Regions from separate parts of the Sus scrofa genome. Here region 2 is linked to region 1. A link is a contact called in public targeted proximity ligation data. All regions are on one chromosome and are shown on one strand. The core of a region is the stretch at or near the end of the contact, and the rest is flanking DNA. Distances in the headings are between cores, read along the strand shown.

Evidence for each region.
Region 2: a contact with region 1 is called in a targeted proximity ligation map of alveolar macrophages. A contact is called at or near these places in 1 of 5 promoter capture datasets (fetal liver), 6 of 47 Hi-C or Micro-C datasets (blood, liver and skeletal muscle) and 2 of 2 datasets of targeted methods (alveolar macrophages and skeletal muscle).

What each region holds. Positions count from the first base shown.
Region 1 is chr5:46,751,395-46,755,003 of Sscrofa11.1, reverse strand. It overlaps TM7SF3 (transmembrane 7 superfamily member 3), which reads right to left. Exons shown (of 12, transcript XM_001925025.7): 2 at 2,156-2,310. Among named protein-coding and RNA genes, the nearest start is that of TM7SF3, 12 kb to the right of the region's middle.
Region 2 is chr5:46,822,274-46,825,864 of Sscrofa11.1, reverse strand. FGFR1OP2 (FGFR1 oncogene partner 2) reads left to right here and starts at 1,803. Exons shown (of 6, transcript XM_005664032.3): 1 at 1,803-2,119. It overlaps INTS13 (integrator complex subunit 13), which reads right to left and starts at 1,355. Exons shown (of 17, transcript NM_001243595.1): 1 at 1,166-1,355; 2 at 1-229. The coding sequence starts at 218.

The sequences.
Region 1 (3,609 bases), core at 859-3,358:
TCTGGGAGCTTAGAAAAAATCTACTGAGTGTGTTTTGCTTTTTGCCTATTCCTTGGTTTTGTCAATTGCCATGCCTGGTAGTGTCTGCAGGTGCCCTGTGGGGCCATACCTGCCTGTGTCCAACCCAGCATCAAGAACCAGGAGGCCTGGCCAGCTGGTCTCCTGCACACTTGGCTTCAGGGCATCCCCCACTGACCAGTTTGAATAAAGAGTGTTTAGATTAGAAAAAAAATATTTAATCAAAAAATAAAAAATATGGGAGTTCCCATTGTGGCTCAGTGGTTAACGAATCCGACTAGGAACCATGAGGTTGCGGGTTTGATCCCTGGCCTTGCTCAGCGGGTTGGGGATCCAGCACTGCCGTGAGCTGTGGTGTAGGTCAAAGATGTGGCTCAGATCTGGCATTGCTGTGGTTGTGGTGTAGGCCGGCAGCTACAGCTCCGATTTGACCCCTAGCGTGGGAACTTCCATATGCCGTGGGAGCGGCCCTGGAAAAGGCAAAAAAGACAATAAATAAATAAATAAATAAATAATATACCCTTTGATCAGGAATAGCAGATACAAAGTAAAATTCCCAAACTTCTCAATCCCTCAATTAGGATTTACTATGTTAAATACTAAGGCTACTGAGTTAAACTGTGTGAATGACAAAACTAAAACCAGGAGTTCCCATTGTGGCTCAGCAGGTTAAGAACCTGACAGCGTTCATGAAGACGCGGGTTTGATCCCTGGCCTCGCTCAATGGGTTAAGGATCTACCATTGCCGCAAGCTGCTGTGTAGGTTGTGAAGTGGCTTAGGTATAGGCTGGCAGCTGCAGCTCTGATTCAACCCCTAGCCTGGGAACTTCCACATGCCACAGGTATGGCCATGAAAGCAAAAGACAAAACTAAACTAAAACCATTTGGTAACAAGTCTGATGTCCTTTATTCAAGGGAAAACAACTCGTGATTTGAGGGAAGACAGTACCTCACTAATTGCAGAGTCCTATTTCCAAGGGATTTGGGGCATGAACTAGTTTTGCAGAGCATTCGAAGGGCATATGATTGGTTAGGTCAGGGACTTCCTTAGAAGGCAAGTGGGTCCTGTTTTCTAGGATAAGGTGACTAGTTAAGGGGGACTGGAGGATTGTCACTGGTGTAGGTGGGGTTTCCTTGACAGAAGTTCCCTGTAAATACAGGTTGACTTAGGTTTAGATCTGTGACCTGGGCCAAGCCACTGGGGGGCCCTCCATGTGTGGTCTCAATATACAAATGAACTTGACCACTACCAAGACAAAAACATGAGCTCTGCCCACCAAAATTCAGTTTGGGGAAAGCTGTTGTTTTTTTAATTGAATTGTGATTGACATAAACTACACATGAAGTACACTAATAAGGGTTGATATAGGTAGACCTCTGTGACACTATCACCACGACCAAGGTAGTAAACATACAGGTCACCTTCTTTGTGCCCCATTCTAACCCATCCTTATACCCCTCCACTCTCCCATCCCCAGCCCCCATCTGGTGGTAGAGCTTTTTGTTTTCCTTTCTTTCCTTTTTTTTTTTTAATTTTTTTTTAATTAGGGCCACACCTGCAGCATATGGAAGTCCCTAAGCTAGAGGTCGAATAGGAGCTACAGCTGCCAGCCTACACTACAGCCGCAGCCAACACCAGATCCTTAACCACTGAGTGGAGCCAGGGATTGAACCCAAATCTTCATGGATACCAGTTGGGTCTGTTACTGCTGAGCCACAACAGGAACTCCTGGGAAAGCTCTTTGAATAACAAAGTGCTAAGTTAAGAGGTTGCAGATTCAGAAATGTTTTTCCTTTTTTTCTTTTTAGGGCCGCACCTACGGCATATGGAGGTTCCCAGACTAGAGGTCGAATCAGAGCTGTGGCTGCCAGCCTACACCACAGCCACAGAAACACCAGATCTGAGCCTCGTGCTACCTACACCAGAGCCCACGGCAACACCAGATCCTTAACCCACTGTTGGAGGCCAGGGTTAAATCTGCTTCCTCATGGATACTAGTCAGATTCGTTTCCACTGAGCCACAACGGGAACTCCTAGAAATGTTTTGTTAAAGCTAAGGAAAGAGGAAGAAAAAAGTGCCAAATACTAATTCGACAGTTGGAAATGGTTTTTACGGAAGTACTGCTTTGTACTTACCTCGGAAAAAGAAATTGTTGTATTCTGATACTGTGAGTGTAACTGGAAAATAAGAAAAGTCACATTGCTGGAAATATGACGCAAAATAGCTTCCTCTGGAAAGGGCCTGTTGAGCTTGAAGTATCTAAATTTCCCCACTGAAAATTCAAGAAGACCTACAATGGGAGAAATGTTTCATTGTAATATTTGTACCTCTAATATCAATTTGTAGCAATTACAAACTTAGACAACAATTTTCCAACACCTTTCCACGTGTCTTCCTTGCCTCCATGGTCTGGTTGGGTTTCACTCCCTTAGTCTGTGTGTCTTTCTCCCAGCTGCTCACCAGTTCTTTCCTTTTCGAAGCTAATTTTCAAGAAATCCACTAACTAGGCTGCTTTTACTTCTATGTGTTTCTGGGTTCCCATCTCCCCCCCTGCCCTACAGTCAGTGTGTCTTTGCATAAACAGCAGAGGAGCTCACAAGCATTACATAAGCAGTCTTGGGGGTTCAAGCCTAAAAATAGAAAAAAAAATTTCAACTTAATATAGATGAAGAAAAAGAGTTGATGAGGTAAAGATTATACACACCAGAGTCCCACAGTGGCACGATCTGTTTTATTTTAGAAGGAAATTAGAGCCAGTGGGAGCAAAAAGAAAACAGTCCTAATTCCTTCAGTCCAGACAGTCCTAATTCCTTCTTATGTACATTTCCTAAGAAGGGTAACTTTTTCAACACTTGTTGTTAACACAAGTATCCCATCTGGACAATTTAAAAAGAAAAAAAAAAAAAAAAGACTATCAAGAAAGCCAAACAGAACATACAAACATTGCAAGAACTCTCTAGATTTTCCCCAAACTCCATGATGTTATTACATTTTCTTCATAATTTAATATTTTAATTCCTGATAGGAAAAGAGGTTATTTGTGGTTATAATTTAATCTCTAAAAATTCAGAGAAAGAATTTTTTATTAAAGTATAGTTGATTTACAATGTTGTGCCAATTTCTGCTGTTTGGCATAGTGACCCAGTCATACATACATATATGTTCTTTTTCTCATAATATCTTCCATCATGTTCTATCCCAAGAGATTGGATATAGTTCCCTGTGCTATACAGTAGGACTTCATTGCTTATCCATTCTAAACGTAACAGATAAAATTTTAATAGTTGTAGCAATAACAACTAAAGTCAATGCATTCCTTATTTATAGAACTGGGATGACATTTCACCTTTTATGTGGAACCAAACTCCAGCCTGAATAGAGATAAAAATACTAGGGAGTAGCAAGTATCTACAGATATCTGGACAATGCGAGGAGTTTCCTGGTTTGTTTTTTAAAGGGGAAAAAAGAAAAACACTTTAATATTTCCCAGGCCTTCCCATCATAATTACTTTATTAGAAAATCAAATTATACATAAAATTAAGTGGACCTCAGTAAATGGCACTAAAAACATTTCAGATATTGCACTTA
Region 2 (3,591 bases), core at 554-3,053, 71 kb before region 1:
TTGAAAGGAAATATATCATACATTATTCTACAATATTCCATGGAAGATTCTACTGAGCAAGTCCATAATGATTTAGATATGGGGGCCAAAGGGATGATTCCTTGGGTCCTATTCTTCACCAGCATATCAAACTCCACATGCTGTCTGCATGATTCTGCCATGTAAGGGCAGTGATCCACAACAAATACTGTTTTATGGGATTCAGAAAAAATCTTCATTTTGTTTTAACCTGTAAGGGATAAAATACATTAGCCAAACATACATAACATTTACTATCTTAAATTATTTCTAATGAATGTGTCTTTTCCTCAAGAAGATTTGGTAGGGGACATGAACAATCAGTATTCAAAGGAATTTATCCAACAAAGGACAAATTTAATGAGGTCATGACCATAGAGTAACTATCAATTCAAGGGATGAACTACACCATATTAACCTGTCACAGGCAAGATTACAACCCATGTATATATATATTTTTGCTTTTGGAATGAACTTAAATTTGTCAGAAGAAAACATTTCTACAAATAATCGTACTTGTTTCCCTTACATAACACATAATAGCGACAAATACTCTTCAAATACACTTTTGATGATCCTTGTGAGTTGACATCAATCACATAAAAACCTGCAAACCAACCCAGGTCAGCATTTTTGGGCTTCCCTCCAAAAAAAATCTCAAGACTTCTGAAAAAAGGTTTGGAAACTGGAAAGAGGAGTGACAACAAAAGGGAAGCCCCAAACATAAACATTTCCTAGGATAACTGCATTATTAGATTTTCGCATTAGGATAAGGACCTCAAATTCACACTCTCCCCATTAGCTTTAGAAACACCACAGTAATTTATCATGTAGAACAGAAAAACTTATGTGCTATTATCACACTGATGGGAGAAAGAACTTTTAAAACTTTCTTACAAAAACTCCCTTGCTTCGCTAATACAATCTTATACCGAATAGACAATTCACATTCGAAAAGCACATGGTAAACAGAGCAAAAGTGTTCATCAAAACGAACCGATTTTTTACAGCCCGGCCGCTTTCAAACGCATTTCCCCTTCATGCAAAACTCTTCTTTGAGAAACCTAGACACACTCTGCCAGAGGGTGGGGGGTGGAAAGTACAAGGTGAGTGGATAGGGAAGATCTCAGGATCGAGGTTCGCTTACTTTCGTGCCTGGTCTTGCAGTGAAAACGAACAGAGGCTAAGAACCACAGCCTCTCTGGAAAAGGCTGCTGGCTGGGTGGGGAGGGTCAGCGCACAGTCAGGAATGTCTGGTACCAAAGACCGGGGACTAGGTTTTCCCCGCTCATCTCCTAGCACACCGGTCCTTCCCAGGCTTCCTAAATGCAGGAGCGCGCGCGCGCCTGCGCGTGAACACAAACACTCACACACTCGGACTGGCGCGTGCGCAAAGCGCCCTTGACAGCCCCGCCAAGCTGCCCTTCCCCCTCGGTGGGCCAGACACTAAGGTCTCTAACAGGAAGAGGGCGGAGCCAAGGGGAAAAGAATGCCTCCAACCATCAGGATTTTCTATCCGCTAATTTTCCCAGTCACCCATTGGGAAGATTGATCCGGGCGACCTGAGAACCTCCCCACAGCGAAGTACCAACCACAGCACCAGCTAAAGCAGCCACGGTCCCCTAAGCGTAAGGCCCTCCCACCAGGTCTCCCTTCTCAGTCTCTCCAACCCAGGCCGATTTCCCCAAGCAAAATTCGCGAGACTTAGCGAGAGGCCGAGCAAAAGCCAGAATGTGGATCAGTGGGGAGGGACGTATAAGTGCCCCGCCCCTACCTCTTGCGCATGTCAGCTAGAGGCCTCAAGTAAATCGCCGGGTTCTGCCCCCACGGTAACGCGAGGGAGGAAGTCTCGCGAGGTTGAGGCGCTCTGAGAGCGCAGGTCGGAGGCGGTGAGCGGAGGTTTTTACCCTGACCAGTAATGGGACTGATCACCTATGACCCTCCCATCTGCCCCAACACTACCTCTGCTGGGGTCTGCGTCTGCTATTGAAGAAGCTGAACAAGCGAGAGGAGTCTCTTCCCTTGGGTGCATAGGTCCCCGTTGGCAGAGGCTTTGAGTCCTAGTCGCCACAGCTGACGGCTGCGAGGGATTGAGATCAGAGTAAGTGGAATCAGTCCAGGGACCAGAGCGGGTTTAAGAGAGTCGGAAGCTTCCTTCCCCTGACGGTGCTCTTTGCCCCACCTCTTGAACCACCGGCTGCCCGTGCCTGGGCGCGGTAGTTCCTCTCTGTTCTCAGCTCTGAGACCGTCTTTCCGGAGCTGAGGTACGGAAAGTTTGATGGAAACCCTTGGCCCAAATCTTGTGGACACACCTTTCGTCTCTGTTTTCTTCCTGCCTAACCCACCTGGGAGCTCAGCATTTGCGAGGCGGGGTGGGGGTGGTCGGCAGGGATGGAAGAGGCGTCCTTTTCAGTTTTCAGTTTACCCCTTTGCAGAAGATGACTTGGTTAATCATTACTTCTTTCTTGAAACCGCCCTCCAAGAAGTATTGCTCTTTTCCTAGTTCTCTTCCTGGATAATCATACTGCCTTGAAGCTGCCCTCCAAAGAATCCTATCTTTTCCTGGTTTTCTTCCTGCCTTTCTTCTGTATCTCATCTCAAATGATGGTATACCTGTATCCATCCTGCTGTCCAGATTAGGAACCTAAGGCTCATCCTTGGCTTATTTCCACTTTCACTGCACTATGGTATTTCTTCTTTGACCAGAATCATTGCCCACCCCCAACTGATTTCCCTACCGTCATCCTTCCCTGCCATTCTGAAATACAAAATCTGTTTATATCAACCCTTTCTTTACACCTTTTTAGTATCGATATTGCTGACCAAATTGTTAAGTATATCACTTAGGACCTTTTACTGTGTGTCCTAATCCACTTTACCTTTTCCGTCTTTTTTTGCCTCGCCTCCAAATACCTCAGTATCCTGTCATGCCAGACTACTGGCTGTTTCTCCAACGCTTTCACAAGCCTTTGTATATGCTGCATCATCTGCCTTTAATGCTTACTCTTCCTTTTTTTAAAAAGCACCTATCAAGATCCAATTCATAGACTTCTCAGATTCCTCCAGGTGACACTGATAGTACCACCGTGCTCCCAAAGCACTTAAAATAGTCCTTTTGCAGTGTTTTTTAGATTGTGTGAGACATTATTTGTTCAAGTATCTGTCTCTTGTGCCCGTTTGCGCTTGAGCTGGAATCATGTCTTATCTTTCTCTAACAGAAGTTCGTCCAATGCTTGGCACATAGCAGATATTATTTATATATATATGTGTGTGTATGCGTATTTATAATGTAATAGAACCCTGACCTGTTTTGAATATGAGGAACCTTGTTACCCCAACACACAAGGAGTTGTACTTTTAATATCTATTTGTTGAGGTTGTGCATAGTAGCAAAAAACTTCTATGCTTTTAAATGATTTTGTATTTTATTATTACCAGTCTCTGCCTATAAAAAAATAGTGGGATATATATGTATGAGAAATATTTAGACTATAGACCATGCTTGGTGTAAGTATATCCATGTAACTCTTCCAATGAATCCTTGCCCATAGGTTAGAAATAATCAAGATTAGG